Regions from separate parts of the Anas platyrhynchos genome. Here region 2 is linked to region 1. The links are chromatin contacts, called in public Hi-C maps. All regions are on one chromosome and are shown on one strand. Each heading gives the region's core, a stretch centred on a gene start, on an enhancer-like site or on the middle of the called end of the contact. The rest is flanking DNA. Distances are from core to core; before and after follow the strand shown.

Region 1 (2,700 bases), core at 155-2,654:
AGTCCACTCAACCCCACTGTGCCAAGAGCAGTGACACACTTAGGCAGAGCCACAGCACCAGAAAGCTTACATCAAAGGGACAAAAATCAAATAGCCTAAGGAGAAAAACAGGGAAGGCAGAATAGGCATGTAACAGATGACATGCGGGTGCAGGCCTCTTATTTACTGTTTCCACCTCTCACACCCTCAGGTTACTCTGCAAAAAGCTACACTTATGACAGCACTGCATCCTGATCCCCCTGCTGCAGGGGGACGTGCACAGGGATGGAGCAGGGCTCTAAGCCACTTGAAGCAACACCAACACCTGCTGCGTAGTGGTGGGTCCGAGCCCCAGTAAATAACAATTAGGAAGTCCAGGAAAACATAAGTCACCCTCACTTTGCAGACACTTGGAGAGCAACTGATTTTGATCAGAGCACAAAAAGGGTTCGCAAAGCAGCAAACATACCTCATGCTACCAGATCAAGAAGCCCCCTTCTGGAGGTTATTTGCACGCCAGGCTAGCAGGGAACTCGCGGGGAGGCAGCAGAGAGGAGCCTTCTGCATCAGTGCTGGAGTAAAAGCACCACCTGCCGGCTGCAGCAGCTGCAGACAGCACCCTCTTACCTTATCCTTTGGAGCCCTCCAGTGGCTGGACAGCCGCATCTGTCTGTCCCAAATCCTGCAGCTGATGCTGTCCCCTTCCCCAAGCAGGACAGAGGCAAAAGGGCCCCTCAGAGGCACAGCTGCTGGGGTGAGAAGGGGCACCAAGGCATCTCCCCTTCCCCTGGTCGGAAAAGCAAACCTCAAGCTAAGCCCGGACAGGGAATAAACACTTCAAGATTCAACTTAAAATTACGGGGTCACTACCTGAAGCTGGGGCTTCACAAGCCCCGAGCTCACGTATCAGCAAACCACACAGAAAGTTCCCTTCTGGGTTTAGCTTTTAACAAAGAGCATTTGCACAAGGGTTCTGGGCAGGAGATGGAGCTCAGCTTATTGCAAACACAGGATGACAAGAAGGAAGGGAACAACTCGTGGCTCAGAGCAGGGTACCTGGTGGCACTGCCAGACAGGTCATAACTGAGGCCCTGTGCCTGCTCAGGGTGTTTTACGCCCAGGGATGACCACAGCCAGCAAGCACAAGGGTTTAAGCACAGTTGTCCTGCAGCTTCCCTGCTGAACTGCCTCAAGTGAGGAGAACAAAGGTCTTGCTACTACTCATTGCAGATTGCAAAGGCTTCCTGAAAGCCGGTCCCTTCTGTCCCATCACACACAGAGGATGTCTGCAGCCCCAGCCTGCAGTCCCCGTTCCTTAGCTGGAAGATAACATCCTGATTCCCTCCGCAGCCTTTTTCACATGACTGACCACAGAACTATTAATATCTGAACCCAGAGCTGGTGCAGCCGGACCACTCATTCCCTCCAAGGAGGGGAAAACCACAGCTTCTCCCATCCCTGGAAAAACCTTTTGGGACAGCGAGAGCAACAGCTCAGATGTAGCAGAGACAGTTCTTGTTTGCTGATACACCCCCGTGGAGAACACCAACCAGCATGAGAGAGTTCAGCTTATCTCTTCTGTGCCTCCTTTCCATCTTCAGGAAGGGTGAGTTCTGAGCTTGCTACAGTTCCCTGTCCGCTCAGGGCTTTTCTTCCCGTTCTAGTCAGCATGGCAGGGGAACTGCTTGTAACAAACTCTAAGAACAGTACGTCCGTCACGTTGCTTAAAAGGATCTTGAAACACCAGGTGCCTGGGCGAACACTGGAAAAACTCAAAAGCTTGACTCAGCAATTCTCAGAGAGGCTTCTGGTCTGTATTGCCTTTTTTTTTTTCCTTCCATAACTTGTGCAGGGACTTTATCTTCAACTAACTTTCCTCTACGTTGCCTGTTGGATGCAGCGTTTTCACCATCATGCAGAAGCAGTTTCACGTTCCTCAGAGTTGTTATGCAACATGCAATTTACTCCAGCTCCACTGAGCACTTAAGCTCATGGTTAACTTCAAGTATATACTTAGTTCTATTAAAGTCAATGGAATTTGGTTAAACACGTCAATTTGTTTGCTAGAGCAGGTGATCATCTGTGATGCTCATTTTGGGAGTTCCTCTTGCAACTTGTGTAGGCTTTTTGGTTGTGACCTTGCCTGTTTCTCAGGAGAGGAAATCCCAGGAACAAATGGAGGCTGGATAAGTAGCAAGAGGAAGCTATGGAAGACCTGTCATGTTGATGCTTTAATGTTAAATTATACTCCAGAAGTTGACTAATCCCTCCATGCATAACGTAGGGTCTTCTGGCAGGCTGTTTTAAGAGGCATAAATGGAGCCGGTGACACAAGAAGCACTTGTTGTTAACATTATTTCTAATGTGGAAGGTGAGGGAATGTTTATGTGCCAAAAGAGTGGTGTTCTTCGGTTAAGGTACTTTGGTTATGGTAAAAAAATGCAAACCAAAAAAAATCAGAAAAGCCAGAATCTGCAGTTCTCCAAAGCTAAGGGGTTACAGTAACACACTCAGGAGCTACCCAAGCCATGGCCAAGCAGCCAGTGTTGGCCACATCTCTCTCCCAGGAGGCCAGGAACACCAAAAGCAGTGGCAGCCCTGGATTTGCTGTGCTCAGAAGCCTGCCCCTGATCAGAGAGATGGGCAGAGAACCGTGAGGACTGACACCACCCAAAACACAACCGATCAGTGGGGAAAAGACATGAGTTTGTAGTGTCCAGA
Region 2 (2,700 bases), core at 99-2,598, 56 kb before region 1:
GGGGCCTGGAGAGCAAGTCCTATGAGGAGCGGCTGAAGGAGCTGGGCTTGTTCAGCCTAGAGAAAAGGAGGCTCAGGGGTGACCTTATCACTCTGTATAAGTATATTAAAGGAGGCTCTAGCGAGATGGGGGTTGGCCTGTTCTCCCATGTGCCTGGTGACAGGACGAGGGGGAATGGGCTAAAGTTGCGCCAGGGGAGTTTTAGGTTAGATGTTAGGAAGAATTTCTTTACTGAAAGGGTTGTTAGACATTGGAACAGGCTGCCCAGGGAGGTGGTTGAGTCACCATCCCTGGAAGTCTTCAAAAGACGTTTAGATGTAGAACTTAGGGATATGGTTTAGTGGGGACTGTTAGTGTTAGGTCAGAGGTTGGACTCGATGATCTTGAGGTCTCTTCCAACCTAGAGATTCTGTGATTCTGTGATTCTGTGAAAAGGGCCACTACCCTTGCTTTAGCGACACATCCCTGTGACTTGGCGATCCGAAGAGATGCTCCAAATACCTTTCTACAATCCTCCTCACCCTCAGGATCAAGCAAGCAGTGCTGTTAGGCTCAGCTTTGACGGCTACAGGTAGCTACACCGCCTGCCCAGCGCGCCCGGCCCCAGCCGGTGCTGGTGGTGCTCGAAGGGCACTGCGAAGAGCCGTGTGCGGTAGGGACGAGCTGCCGGCAGAGAGAGCCAAAGCACAAGGCAGCAAGCACTGCCTGACGTTTCCAGAGCTGCATTTAGCATCGTGATGCCCGGGGTGAAGGGAAAACGCCTTCTGGTGGTCAAGGATTTTCTTCCCAGGGCATGCAGAGCCACGGAGCCTTTTCCCATCTCCCAGAAAAAACAGCCGCCCCTCAGCCAGGCATCCCTCCCAGCCTGCTTTCTTTGCGCACTAGCCTGCCTGAGCTCCCAAAAAAAAAAAACATATCCCACCAGAAGGTGGTGCCCGTATTCCACAAAACGCGGGGAAGGCTCTCGGTGAACCCCTCGAAACCCACAAACACAGCTAGGAAGGTGTCACCTGCAGTGTAGCTCAGTGGGGCGCGGTGTATTTTCTCTTAAGCGTTTATATCTGAACGGCCTTTTTAATGAACAGAGCCCTGCAAATGTTATTTGGGAGTTTAATAAACACATAATCTCGCCTGGATGCTCACCGGCTAATTAAAGAGCCTACAGCCCGGAGCTTTGATGCTTGTCTTTGTGCAGAGCCACGCTGGACACCAATTTCTGCATAACTCTTTGATGCTGCCCCAGTTTGCTCGTGGTGGTCTATCAAAGGCAGATGTGGGATGGGGAGCATGGCAAGGCTGTATATTTGCCGTGCCGTGCAACAGTTCCAAATCAAAACACCAGGAGGAGCTCAGGCACTGTATTTATTTTCTTGTCTCCTGCTGCCTGCTACCTCACTGGCAACTCATGTTGCTTCCCTCCAGCAGGTCAGGCAGCTCTGGCCAGCAGGCAGGCACTGCTTGGTAACTTTTCGGGCACCATGTCCACTGTCCAACCTGTCACATATCAGGGTGAGATGCTCCATATCCACTCTGCCACCTCACAACTCTGTGCCACAGCTCCACGGCAGCACTGGGTCATTTCCTGGTCCTCATCCCCAGGAGAAGACAACCACAGCAGGTACCCGCTGTGCCAGGTGGCAGCTCATGCTGCTCCCAGCATGGGTTCAGGCAGGTGTCTTCCATGAAATGTCCCATCTTTGAAAAAAGGATATCGCCAAGGGGCTCTAACCTACAGCAGAAAGTTGCCAGAGCACAACCCAAGGGGTTTTTTAACACTCAAACTTTTTGATTTACAGTTCCTTCTTTTCACCACCCAAAGGAGATGGAGCTCGGAGAAATTGTAGTGACTGGGAGTCCAGGCGAGAGGAATTTGTACGCAGAGCAGAAGCCACGAACCCAGGACCTGCTGGGGAAGAACGGAAAGCAAATCCACCGAGTCTTCAAGTATCTCACGGGAGAAATGAAAGAATATGGAGAGTGGATGAAAAGTAAGCATGGGGATGTGTTTGGGGCTCTCAAGGAGTGAGCTGGAGCAGCTATGTCACCACTAGCACTAATAGGGCTGGGGCACAAGGCGAGGGGCTGTTTCAGCTTCTGGGGAGGCATGGCTCAATCTCACTGCCAACTTCTGTCCTTTTAGCCCAAATTACTCTATTCTCACGAAAGGAATCTCACTGCATGCTCTTGCCATTACCATGGCTGCACACAATTCAGCACAGGCAAGAAGATGTCTTTTACACTTAATCAGTTATGTCATTAGCATCATGTTCCTGGCGGCGGTGCCCAGAATCACACGTCAGGGCTGGGAGTTTGGTCTCATTTGTAAGTGCTTTAGATCAGCAGCCATCTCCTCAGCCACGTGTGGGCTGGCAGTGGGGACTTGGCTCCTGCATGTGCGGGCAAAGGCTCTTGTATAACCATTCTTCGGGGAGCAGTAAGCACTGCGGGTGTTTTGTTCTGATAAAGTACAAAGCAAGTCCTGATCTCAAAAGGTTTACTGTCCGGGCAGGAACAATACATGAGCAGATGGTCTGTGTTACCCAGAATTATTGGGGATTAGGGGCTCTGGGAGGCTATGCAAGACTGTGGGTCCTCTGTCAGGACTAGGTTCATTAGCAGCACGACTCCTGCAAGGGGAAAGAATAAGAGACAGCTGTGTGCAGCCTGCTGGGCTGCGCGGTGGCCATCCTTGGTGGAGGA

The links. Hi-C and Micro-C count contacts between places; a contact is called where the count stands out from the background.
Region 2: a Hi-C map of F1 follicle shows a contact between it and region 1, with 2.7 times the contacts expected there. The contact joins the enhancer-like site here to the promoter of SIGLEC15 in region 1. A contact is called at or near these places in 7 of 8 Hi-C or Micro-C datasets (F1 follicle, F5 follicle, liver and 3 more).

Annotation. Positions count from the first base shown.
Region 1 is chrZ:3,528,187-3,530,886 of IASCAAS_PekinDuck_T2T, reverse strand. SIGLEC15 (sialic acid binding Ig like lectin 15) reads left to right here and starts at 1,404. Exons shown (of 4, transcript XM_038170556.2): 1 at 1,404-1,585. The coding sequence starts at 1,534.
Region 2 is chrZ:3,583,984-3,586,683 of IASCAAS_PekinDuck_T2T, reverse strand. It overlaps LOC101796621 (urea transporter 2), which reads left to right. Exons shown (of 21, transcript XM_038170394.2): 5 at 1,797-1,988. Among named protein-coding and RNA genes, the nearest start is that of SIGLEC15, 56 kb to the right of the region's middle. Within about 2 kb of position 1,348, at least 1 of the 8 cell types and tissues checked has an H3K27ac peak or open chromatin away from gene starts, as enhancers often do. A contact at or near this core is called in F1 follicle, where this site is marked.